2 separate regions of the Anas platyrhynchos genome follow, and region 2 is linked to region 1. Evidence: chromatin contacts called from public Hi-C data. All regions are on one chromosome and are shown on one strand. Each heading gives the region's core, a stretch centred on a gene start, on an enhancer-like site or on the middle of the called end of the contact. The rest is flanking DNA. Distances are from core to core; before and after follow the strand shown. Region 1 has its middle 63 kb from the start of TRNAQ-UUG. Region 2 holds the start of CCND1 (cyclin D1).

What was found. A called contact is a pair of places that touch in the nucleus more often than the background predicts.
Region 2: a Hi-C map of subcutaneous adipose tissue shows a contact between it and region 1, with 2.6 times the contacts expected there. The contact joins the promoter of CCND1 here to the enhancer-like site in region 1. A contact is called at or near these places in 5 of 8 Hi-C or Micro-C datasets (liver, skeletal muscle, small yellow follicle and 1 more).

The regions. Positions count from the first base shown.
Region 1 is chr5:47,671,986-47,678,081 of IASCAAS_PekinDuck_T2T, forward strand. No RefSeq gene overlaps it. Among named protein-coding and RNA genes, the nearest start is that of TRNAQ-UUG, 63 kb to the left of the region's middle. Within about 2 kb of position 4,351, at least 2 of the 8 cell types and tissues checked have an H3K27ac peak or open chromatin away from gene starts, as enhancers often do. A contact at or near this core is called in subcutaneous adipose tissue, where this site is marked.
Region 2 is chr5:47,776,585-47,782,942 of IASCAAS_PekinDuck_T2T, forward strand. CCND1 (cyclin D1) reads left to right here and starts at 2,751. Exons shown (of 6, transcript XM_013102661.5): 1 at 2,751-2,900; 2 at 3,333-3,692; 3 at 5,237-5,452; 4 at 5,966-6,125. The coding sequence starts at 3,495.

The sequences.
Region 1 (6,096 bases), core at 3,101-5,600:
CTTGCAGAGAGGCCTCACATCTCTCTACAGGTTGCTGGTGTGGGACGTGTGCTATTCCCAGGATCTCAGAGCTTCCCCCCAGACTGTATTCCCGCGCTGCCTGCTTTTCCTTTTCCTCATCAGCTTGCTTCTCTGATGTAGGTATGGAGTATAAAAACCTTGTGAAGACCCAAGCACTACCAAAACTGCAAATAATAACCTTCAGCACAGTAATGAAAGGGGCAAGGAATCAGCAATCCTGGCTTCTGTTCCTTTGGAGTCTTGGGTGTTCTGCAAGTCTTCTTTAGATGTGCTAATAAAGAGCAGGATGCTGAACTTGAAGAACCCAGATTTAAATATTTTGACCCACAAGCACAGATACAGCAGATAGTTTCAGGGATTTATCTGGGAGTCTTTTTCTCAGGTGAGGAGCAGGCTCGGCAGCGCCGTACCCTGCAGGTGTCGTGCGGTTAATCTGCCCACGGCTGCTTCTCAGATCCCGCGCGGCTCTGACTGAGGCTCTTTTCCTGTTTGCAAGGGAGCGGGGCCTTATCAGCAACATCTGCAATGTCGTATGGCTTACCCAGAGCCTTTCACCAATCACGGGGGTGTTTTTAATCACTCCGAACAGGAAATAGCATGCTGCATTTAAATACTGTATATAATTATCATGGGAAATATAATTAGCAAGCGTAATTAAATGGGCTTGACTGCATATCAGACTGTTTCTCGATTTTTCACTCAATCCAGCTGTTTCTCACAAGCTCTTTACTTTGAATACTGGTGGTCTGCGACGGAGCCTCTGCACAGAATGGAGAAAGAATTACTTCTTTAAAAGCTATTCATTTAATCTAACTAGGCCAATTTATTTAAATACAATCACGACGTTTTCCACGACGACCTCCTTTACTTATTACTTCAGATGCTTCATTTTGGAATGCCTAGATTCATCAGAAATATTCGAATTTGAAAGCTTTCTAAAACCCCAAGTAGATGAAGTCACTGACGGCAGGGACTGCTTGTTTGTTATGCGCTTGTTGGATGTGCTGCACAATGGCGGCCTCGTTCTTGATTGGATTCTCTTAAGTATAATGCTAATGATGATAAAAGCAGTGTGGTTAATCACCGAATGCAGTGCTGTTTTATGATGATGCTTTTTCTTCCTCCTCAGAAAGGAGGAGAGAGGAAGCATTCCGAGCTACTGGAGGAAATATTGGGTCTTCCCTCCAATAAAGGCCACGGGCTCTAGAATGCTGCAGCAGAGTTACAAATATTGGGCAGGACGTGTTGAGAAAATATATTTTCATTTAAAGAATGGTCCTCTTTTTATCCCGGTGCCCAGTCTTTGGATTCAGTTGTGTAAGTGGCTGAAGTGACAGAATAGTTTGCTGCCTGTGAGCGAGGCAAACCCACCCCGTCCCCTTCCTGTGAGCAGGACACTGCCTTACACTGGACCTAGTGCCCACATGTGCCCTTAAGGAGCTGGTTCAGCTCCCTCCGCCAGCAAAAACCTCTGCTTCTCTTTTTTTTCTGGGTTGCCTGAGTGAGCTGAATTAGCTCGCAGAGCAATCAGATGAAGCTAATGTCAGCAATGGGGGCACAGAGACCCATCCGTAGAGCTGCTGGGGCAGCAGGGGACGACCCGCTCCCTTTTGGCAGGAGCAGGCGCTCAGATCAGCCCAGCAGCCTCATCTGACTCCACTTATCGCCAGAGTCATGTGGGGAAGGGAAAGGGTATCTGAAGATCACTGTATGCCATCTCCGCAGCCAGGAATGCCTGAGACGTTCCCATGCGCCAGCGTGCTTAGCTGAATGACACTAATTCTTAAAGCAAAAGGAAACTCGTGAATATTTGGTCTTTTTTTTTGTTTGTTTTCGTGGACCATGCTCATAGTCTCTTCCTTGATGTAAGTGTGTAAGATTTCAGTACACGGGCATAAGTGATAGCAAAAAATGCATTTTTAAATAGTCGCACTGTAGGTCGTTGCAGCACACAAGTACCCTGCTTTTTTGAAGTATTTCCAAGAGTAGAGAGTTAAGAACAATTTAGAGCAATGGTTAAATTTTTTGTTCTATAATTTTGTCCAAAGAATAAATTCAAGGAAAATCCTGTATTTTCAAGAACATACACTGGGGAGAAGAAAACAATGTAATAAATTATTAGTTCAGGACGTGTAACGGCAGATTAAATGCTGTACTAACTACAATTGTCTGACATGATCCCATTGTCATAAACAGTGGATGTGTGGGCTATCACAGTACCCAGCTGTATAAATTCGATCTGTGTCAGGTCTGAGCATTCCTATTAACTTTTCTATTAACAGTAATTAATTTTCTATTAACATTTCTATTAACTTTACTAGCCATTGTGACCTGCAGCCACCTGTGCAAGTACAGGCACAACTTGACCCAGGACTAAGTTAAATGGTGCAGACAGACAGTGCCCAATTCTGTCTGTCCAGAATCCCGCCACCCTCAGAAGATCGTTGAATGACTGATCAGCATTTTGGGTTATAGAATTATAGAATATCCTGAGTTGGAAGGGACCCATAAGGATCATCAAGTCCAACTCCTGGCACCGCACAGGTCTACCCAACAATTCATACCATGGGTCACCCAGCTATGACTTTTTTATCTGGGAGTAGTAGATCTAGGCCCAGATTTACCCTAACATCAAGTCATAGCCTGGGTCCTTTGTGCAGGTCTCCAAACCCTGTGTAGCCAGAGCTGGCTCTGTCTTTTCTGAGGGAATGAATGCTTGCAGTATGCAATGGCTTCCCCGTGTTCACTGGAGGCCCCAGGACTCCACACTTGTGAGCCATCATCATCAAGCCAACAATTATGCTGTATTGTTTGAGCTTTAACAGACCTTAAATACGTGTCTTACGGAATATTTCAGATAGAGACTGGAGAACTTGTATTGACATAATTACTTAATACCTGCATGCTCAAAGAAGCTGATGGTCAAGGTAATGGAAAAGCAGAAGTTTAATTTATACAGATAGTTAAAGGATTTAGCTATCTTATTTCTTCATAACAATACCTAAGAATCTTTTCTCGTGCCAAACGTGAGGTAAAGGCTTGATTCAAACAGGCAGTAAATTCAATACAAAGCTTCTTCCAAATCCGAGATGCCAGATAGCTTTTCCAATGCGTGATTTAAGCCAGTATTTCCTGCAGTCTGAGACAAGAGAAGAGACGCTGTCCGCAACACTTTAAAGCTAATTAGCTGAAGAGGACGTGGTTGATGCTGAGAATCGCTCGCCACTTCCAGCTGAAGACGCCTGACTGACCCGATAACCACAGGGCAGCAAATGGCAGTCAGTGTAATTAAGGCCCCTCTAATTTGCCTGGTGTCAAAAATGCCAAACCCCAAATTCCACGGTTTCTTCTCTAAGCGTACCATAGGACTAGTCAAAACAGCTATAAATACATTTCCCCTGTATCTGCACATTCCATAAATAGTACAAATACAATTTTATAGCAATAACTGAGGCTGCTCGCTTCAGACAGTTGTGCAGTTTAACTTCTACCATTAGAGCCTGAACTTGGAAAAGAATACAGAACACAGATTCTTGCTTTTACAACTAAAGTGTGTGCAACAGGGTGCTTGCTTATCCATGGGCTGTCTGCCACCCACTAGCAGCACACAACCTTTCAAGAACAGCGATCATCCCGCTTCCACTGAGGCCAGCAAGGATGCTGTCACTGCCTTGGAGGAAATGAGGACAGTGTCCTTGTTTACATACTTTCAAAGGGACTTTCTCCTTTTTTTCCTTTTTTTTTTTTTTTTTTTTTTTTTTTTCTTTTGTTGCATTTTTAGTTCTTAATATTGTTGTATTTTTATCTCATCATATTGTTTGTGTTTACTCCCTTGTAAGGCGTTGCAGCAGGTTAGGTGTTCTCAGGTCGTGAGAACCCAGAGCAATTACTCTTTGATTGATTCTCAGATTGTGATTTGCGTGACTGCATAGGTACGTGCTGATCCAAAGGGGACACTAAATCCGGGGTGCCCAAAGAGCGAGTGGGCACCACAGAGACGCTGAGCTTCCTGACCGGGTCACGGGGATGGTCGCAGCAGAGGCAGAAGCAGGTCTCTCCTTCCCTCTGCGGCATCCTGCAAATCCCAGCGCCCGCTGGGGCTCCGGAGCACCATCACGCTGCACCAGCCGTCACCCGTGGTGCTTCGCTGCCCTCCGCGGTTCTGCCTGGGCTTCCCCTGGGTTAACCCGCCCGGTACGGCCGCGGGCAGCAGGAGCGCCCCGCTCACCGAGCCCCCGCTCTGACGGGAGCGCGCACACGAAGCGCGCCCCCGCCCGCCGCGGCAGCGCGCTCAGCGCGGCCCCGCCCCTCGCCCGCCCGCCCGCCGTGCTGATTGGCCGGCCCGCCGGGCGGCGCAGCCAATGGGCGGCGCGGCGGCGCGGCCGCTCGGGAGGCGCAGCGCGGCACCGCGCGGCGGGAGCGGGGCCGGGATGCGGGGACCCGGGTTCGAGACTGGGCCGGGACCGGGATCGAGACCGGGACAGGGACAGCCGCAGCCCCCGGCCCTGATCCCATCCCATCCCATCCCATCCCATCCCGGTCCCGGGCCGCCTCTCCCCGCAGGCTGTGCCTTTCCCAGCGCGCCCGCCTGCTAGGGAGCCTTTTTTTTTTTTTTTTTTCGGTGCTGATTGAAATCATCTGTTTTGGGTTCTCTGACAAATTAATTGCACTTCCCTCTGACTCAGGGGCCTTCTGACTTTTGAAGCGGATTTTGTCTACATGCCGTCTCCCAGACGAACACAATTTAATTTGCCGGGCTTTAAATGAACTTTGCGTTTCCACAAAGCCAATGAAAGAAGCGTTTGTTCTGGTGGCGGCCTCCACAAGCGTGGTGCGGGGATGGATTTGGGATGGAAGCTGCCAGATGCCTGTTTTCCTGCGGCCGATACCCCGCTCTGAAATGTGTTGCGTCCGGAGGTGCACTGTGCCACCAATGGCGCAGGCCATGAGCCATGTGCTTCCTAGTACCTGAGCACAGTGCCCCTTAATGAACCGCCAGAGCTGCCATGGGATCGAGCCGGGACAGTAACACGGCTGTGCCTGTTTGTTGTGTCAAGAAAATAACCATGGGTTAAGGGTGCCTTCCAGTGCCATCTCCTTTCATAGGGATAAGCAGGAGCTGCCGAGTTCAGCTGGAGTCCAAACTCCCCTCAACCACCCCAAGTGCTGTGCCCGGGCTTATGATTCGGGCCCCTTAATGATACGACTTCTTCCCCAATTCTCTTGGTCCATCCTTCAGGGCTTTTAAAAGTCACCTTTCAAACACACTGAGACAAATTCTGCTCTTCAGTACGTGAATGTTGCTGCCTGTGACCGTACTCTGCATGTCGAAGGTTTGAAAAGGGGCTCAAAGCAGAGCTGTGATGTTAGACAGGGCTGTGCCAGGCTTATGAGGGAGCACTGAAGACAGAGTTTTTACCATGCTCAGATTAGTCTGTATTAGTCTGTATGCTCTGTGCATGGGCATTTTGGGTCATACCTGTTTATCTTCCCTATTTTGAAAAGCACCAGCGTACATAATTGACTCTGTGGGCTTCTACTTTCGTTAGCAGAGGTAGATTTAAGCACATTCTCAAAGCTAAGCGCATGCTGATATAGTTGATAAAGTGGGAATGAAGAGAATCTGCTGTTTTTCTTGGCCCATCCGAGCATTTCTTCCTCTCCCCCTCCCCATGCATTCTAAAATCCAAATGATTTGTAAACATTAATTAATTTATCTTTGCAACTCTGCTGGGAAATAAGGGTGTTATTTTTGATCCTTCCCTTACCTAAAATGCAATTGATACCAAAAGAATTTTGTGAGGCTAACGGGAATCAAACCCAAAATCTGCCCTGTGCCGTAGCTGCCGTGTCCACGGCTCCAAGGGGCAGGGTCTCAACCAGCTCTGAGTGACTGCAGGACTTCTGTCATGGGCTGACCCTCAGACCATCTCGAGTGCTTTGTCTTCTAACTAATTTACAGCTGCTACATTGAAAAGTCAGGTCGAGAGCACTGAGTTAATTGAAAGTCTGTGTTCCCCTGAAGTGTTAGAGAAGAATTAAAACAAAGATATGAAAATCATAGCAATAGGTAGC
Region 2 (6,358 bases), core at 1,501-4,000, 100 kb after region 1:
ACAATTCCTCCCCCAAAAGGACCAAGAAGAAGCATCCACAATTTAAGGTTGTAAATCTGAGCAATTTACTAAGTGATGTAAACCCAAATGAAAATTAGCCAACAAAAGACATTCAGTTGAGTTCAGTGGGAGGCTGTTATCATACCTTGCATTCTCTGCCTGTCGCTAGTGGGACAGGTAAGAAGTAACCACAGGGGACACACAGCTACCCTACAGATGGTAAATATAAGATAAATAGCACACAGAGATGTAACTGTAGGAGTGTGTGTTTCACGGAGTATCCCATATTCTTTTATTTTAAAATAAGCACGTACAGAATACCAGCTACCACAAGGAGATCAAATTAGGCATGAATATTCCTTAAGTGTTTGATAGGGCCATAATCTCATCTGTCAGGGCTTTCAGTTCTTCACTTCCCCTGCTGATTTATGGAAACACGCAGACGGGGTTCCCCGCGGCCTGTCGCCCCATGTTGGTGTCTGCATTTCTGTATTTTCCGCCGGGTTGGTGCAAAATGGCAGCACCCTGCATCCACCACAGAAAGGTGCTCACACGAGGCAAAAGGTAGCAGAGACCCAGGCGCTGCGGGTTTGTTTGGTTGTAGCCACTAGTTCGGTGTTACAGGCCCGATCCTGCTGCCTTTGGTGGTGGAGGTAATGCTCCCACTGAATTCGGGAAAAAAAAAAAAAGCCTGAGTTTTGCGAATTTATCATTTTGTCATCTGTGCTTCGGGTCAGAACTATCAGAACTACAACCCAGAATTACAGCCCTTGGGTCAGGGCCAAGCGATCCCTACGGGCTCCAGGAGCGCCCGCCCGCCCCTCGCAGCAGCGCCGGCCCCGGCGGTGCCGCCCGCCGGCAGGTGCGCGGGCCGGGAGGCGAAGCGCGCTCCCGGGGGCGAGGGGCGCGCGCCCGCGGCCCGGCGGCACGCCAGGAATGCGCGCGCCCGCGGCTTTGTCAGCGGCGGCGGCGGCGCGCGGGGCGGGGTGACGTCATGAGAAAGTGCCGGCGGGGGCGGGGCTGGGGAGGAGCGGGGCGGGGGCACCGGGACCGGCACCGGCACCGGCAGCGGGAGGGGGGCGGCACGGCACGGAGGGCACAGACTGACAGACAGACGGACAGACTGACTGACTGACGGACTGACTGACTGACTGACGGGCAGCCCCGGGCTCGGTCCCCCGGACCGGCCCCTGGCCGTTAAGAGGCCGTTAAGGGCCGTTAAGAGCCGTTAGAAAGCCGTTAAGAGGCCGTTAAGGCGCCGCCCCCGCCCCCCCCGGCAGGTAGCGGCGGGGCGGGCCCCGGCCGGGCAGGTGCGGGGCGGCTCCGTGCTGGGACGCGCCCCGGGGGCCGCCGAGCCCCTTGGGGGTCTCCCCCCCGTGTCCGGTGCCCTTTGTGCCGGCGGGCGCGGGCGGCCAGATCTGCCCGGTAACAGCGCGGCGCCGCCATTGGCCCGCGCTAATGGGCGCTTCCTGCGGCCGCGCCGCCCCGCAACGCGCCGGGGGCTCCCCCGGGCCCCGCGCCAGCGCCGCGCCCCGGCCCCGGCCCCGGCCCCGCTCCCGCCCCGCGTGCGAGCGCAGCGCCGGCACCTGAGGGGCGGCGGGGGGCTGGCAGCGGGAGCGCGCCCCGGGGCCGCCCCTCCCGGCTCCCCCAGCCGGCCGCTCCCCCAGTTGGGCCTCGTGTCTGCGGCTGCAGGGTCCCCACGTGCTGCCCGGCCTCGCTGCGCTGGGAGAGCACCAGGCAGGGGCACGGGCACGGGCATGGGCACGGGGAGCGGCCTCCTCGCCGAGAAGCCCTCCCTGGGCAGCCCCCCGGGCTGCTGAGCACAAGGGTTGCCGAGCTCCACGGGCGTCGCGTGCCCCGCGTGGGTGAAGACAAAATGGAGGCGAGCGGCCAGGCACGGCGCGGAGCTGGGCGTGCTGCGTGCGGGGAGGTTACGCAAGCACGCAGCCCTGCACCGACATGCCCTGAGAGCCCTGGCACCGCTCCCCCGAGGTCACGCACCAGGGATGCTGCGCGGCCCTGCAGCGAGCGTGCTGCGGCCACGAGACCCCGACACCAGCACTGCTTCGGCGATCCCATCCCGAGCTGGGAGCGGGCTGCAGCTGGTGGCTGTGCTCAGGGTGGGCCCACACGAGGCAGCGCCAGCCCTGCTGCTCGTGGCCTTCCCGCTCCGCTTCGGGCCCAGGCGTTTCTCCCGCGGAGCAGCCGCGTTGGCTTCGCCTCTGGTATTTTCCAGTGGGCCCCAAGCTCCCCTATCAGCCCGCGGAAAAGCGAGGAGTAGTTTAAAGGAGGCTTTCTACCAGAAACAAAGCCAAGCCGGGCGTTCTCAGGTACAGGCAGCCCGGCGGGGCTGGGGGCCGGGAGTTATTTACGGCAGGGCCGTGCGGCCACATGTCAGCGTGGACGGGCTGCCCTCGCCGCATGGCACCGTGCAGCACGGGTGGATGCTGGCACCTCCCCCGGCTCATCTCCCCGTAGGTGCGGGAGGAAGCCCTGGCCACCATTTTGCTGCTCTGCGGGGAGATTTTCCGCTGGGTGGCTGTGCGGTGGGGGCGGGGTGCTGAGGGCGGCCTGCCCGGCCTGCGCTGCCACTCGCCGTCGTGTCCCCCACCACCCCAGTGCCCCTTCGGGAGGGTAAAGCCTTGAAAGTGAAAGGGGAGGCGTGAAGGAAGGAAGGGAGGGAGATGCACCGTCTTTGCAGGAAGGGGGGGGGGACCCCAACTCTTTTACGTTTCTGTCCTGCAGCAAAATCATTGAGGGGCTGTGGAGTTAAAAAAAAAAAAAAAAAAAAGGAAAAAAAAAAGAATGAGGAAATGGGAGAAAGCTGCTCCCTTGGGATCGACTACAAAGGCTGCACGTCCAGGTCGGGAGCACGTGTGTTTAAAGGACAGATCTTCCAGGTACGCATCGCGGAGGGCAGGCACGGTAATTGATAAGGGAGAGCGAGGCGCTGGTGCTGCCCGGCTCCCCCTCCTTGGCGCCCCCAGTAAAATAATACCAACCGCGTCTCCCTGTATTTATATCCATGTGTGCCTGTGTGTGGCCTAGCCCCATTCATCATTTGGCTCCCACTGCAGAACTCTCTCCATTTTTAAAATTATGCATGATACACTGAAGAGACAATTTGGGTTTCCCCCACCTCTCCCTTGCCCTTGAAGAAAGCAAGCCCTTGTCTCATTTGCATTTGCATTAAACCCCTGCTCTCTATAAGCTAAGCAAAGGGGAAGGACTTGAAGCCTATGGGATGGCTTTAGGGCTCTGCCCCTTGCTTTTGGCTCTCTCTCTCTCTCTTTCTCATTCTCTCTCGTGCTTTGATCTCTGCTTAACAACAGTAACGTCACAGTTTTGTTGGAAGTTAGAAAGTTTTGCAGCCTCCAGAGGGCTGTAGCGGCAGTAGCAGAAGCAGCATCCAAGGGACTCCTGGAAGGGGAAGAGAGAGAGCGAGAGACTGACTCAGTCCTTGAGAAAACTGACTCGAGACGAAGGAGGCAGACATGGAACATCAGCTGCTGTGCTGCGAGGTGGAGACCATCCGACGAGCCTACCTGGATGCCAACCTCCTCAACGACAGGGTGCTGCAGACAATGCTCAAGGCGGAGGAGACCTGCTCGCCCTCGGTGTCCTACTTCAAGTGCGTGCAGAAGGAAATCTTGCCATATATGAGGAAAATAGTTGCCACTTGGATGCTGGAGGTCTGTATGCTCCGGGGGGTTCCGCGCCGCTCCCTCGCCCCCCGCGCTCAGCCCCGGCGCTGCCCGCCCGGCCCCGGCTCCGGCTGCGGCTGCGGGGCCGGGGCTGCCCGGAGCGGCCCCGGGCCCCCCCCCCCGGCGGGGCGGCCGCGCACCCCCTGCCCGCGAGGGCCCCGCTCCGGCGGCGGCCGTGCGAGGGGAGCCGGGGGCTGAGCGCGGCCGGAGGCGGCCCCCGCCCGGCTCCCTCCCGGCCCCGCCGGGCAGCCCCGGGCCGGCCCCGCCGCGCAGCCCCCGGGCGGCTGAGCGCTGCCGGGGGGTTTCTTTAAAATTAATATCCCTGTACACGTATGCAAGCGCTGCCCGTGCCAGTATTACGCGCCATCTTTGTTCTTTTATTGCAGAGCAAAAAAAAAAAAAAAAAAAAGTGTTTATTAATCGGCAGAAAATTAGAAAGTCCCGGGGAGCGCGCCAAGGGCGGCCGGGCGGGCGGGGGGGAGCGGGGCCGGGGCCGGGGGAGCGGGGCCGGGGGCCGGGGGGAGCCCGGCGGGGCTGCGGGCAGGGGCACGGCCGGAGGGGCTGCGGCGGCCCCCGGGGAGCGGCGGGGTGAAAGTTTCTTTGTTCGGCGCCGAGGGCGGCCGGAGCCGCGGTGCCCCCTCCGCGCCGCGCCTGTGCCGCGGCGGCGAGCCCGGCGGCGAGCCCGGCCGGGCAAAGCGAGGGGGAAAGGGCCTCGGGCAGGGGCGCGACGCGGCCGGGGGGGCTCCCGGCTGGAGCCCCAGAAGCCGGGCTACATTTTCGTGCCTTTTGGGCGGCCCTGGGCGCCCGCGATCTATTTTTAATTAATTTTTGAAAGCGCAGTGCCCTGCCTCGCTCTGCGAAGCGTCGCGCCCGGCCGCGCTGCGGGGCGGGAGAGGGAGGCGGTGGATTTCACTTCGGGGAGCCCCCCCGGAGCCCCCCCGGCGGACCCCCGGCACCGGGCTCGGTAAAGGACCCCCGCCGCTTCGTTTCGGCTTTTTTTCGGAGCCCGGGGGATTTTTTAAATATTTTTAAATATTTTTTGAAAAGATGACGTCTGGGGAAATGAGGCTGGACGCCACCTTTGTGTCTCGACCGGAGAGGGGGAATCGGCGGCACAAGGGCGAAGGGGATGGCGAACCCCACGCCGAATAAACGGGGCCGGGGGCCAGCCCTGCCCCGCAGCCCGCTGCCAGCCGGGGGGGCTCCCCTCGCCCTGCCCGAGCCCGTTTCTCCCTTTTTTCGTTGTTCCTTGCAGGGGCCGCCGAGACGGGGCCAAACCTCCCCGGCGCTTCCCCCCCTTTTTACCACGCATCGCCCGCGGCTTTCTATCGCCGCGTTTCCCCCCGCTTTGTCCCCGGTGACTTTCTCTTTCATTTTCCCTGATGCTCCCCCCGTGCCCCCGGTGCTCGCCGTGCCCGCCTCTCCTCCTCCAGCCTTGCCCTGCAGAGCCGGGGCCGGGGCAGGGAGGCAGAGGGCGCCTGGCTTTCGCCCCCGTTGCATTCAGCACTCAACGACCTCTCTCCCTCTTGCAGGTTTGCGAGGAGCAGAAGTGCGAAGAGGAAGTTTTCCCCTTGGCGATGAATTACTTGGACAGATTTTTGTCGTTCGAACCCCTCAAGAAAAGCCGCTTGCAATTGCTCGGAGCTACCTGCATGTTTGTGGCTTCCAAAATGAAGGAAACTATTCCTCTGACCGCAGAAAAACTGTGCATTTACACAGATAACTCCATCAGACCCGACGAATTACTGGTAATTGCACGCTCAGGCACTTCAGGCGCAAACGAAGCCCCCCCCCCCCGGGGCCGCCGGCCGGGACCCCCCTGCAGCGGGGCGGGCGGGAGGGGGCTGCCGGACCCCAGCGCCCCGGGGGGCCCGAGTGGCCCCCACCTCCCCCGACAGCCGCAGCCGGGGGACGCCGAGGCCCCGGCGGCCAAACGGGGCCGGGCCGGGCCGCCCCCCGCTCCCCCGGGCTGCGGCCCCCGGGGCTGCCCCGGCCGGAGCCGGAGCCGGAGCCGGGGCCGGGGCCGGGCTGGGCGCGGCGCGGGCGCCCCCTGGCGGCCCCGCGGGGTTCGGCGCTGCCCGGGGAGCGGCGGGGGGCGGCCGGGCCCCCCCTGGCCGCCAGCCCCGAGGGGGGCTCGGTCCCGGCCGGGCCGCGGCGTGGCGGGGGGCGGCCCCGGTGCGGTGCTGAGCGGAGCTAACCACGCTTTCCCCCTCTTCTTCTTCCTCCTCTCCTTCCCCCTCTCCTCCCTTTTGTTTTCGCAGCAAATGGAGCTGCTGCTGGTGAATAAGCTGAAATGGAATCTGGCTGCAATGACCCCCCACGATTTCATTGAACATTTCCTTACTAAAATGCCTCTGGCAGAGGACACCAAGCAGATCATCCGTAAACATGCTCAGACTTTTGTGGCTCTGTGCGCTACAGGTATGAGCCCTGCACGTTAAGCAAAGTGTGTCGCTCCCCTACACGTGCCCAGCCCCCGGCTCCTAACGCCTCCCGTAGCTATGGCCTACCGTGAGCCCCCAGGGCTGTGGGGAGGTAGTTTAAGCCCCGATTATTGCCCTTGTTGTTTGCAGAAGGTGGATTACTTTGCAGAGGTAAGCTTCTCAGAAGATACTTTTCTTCTGAGCTGAATGCGTTTGGCTGGCCGGGGTGAG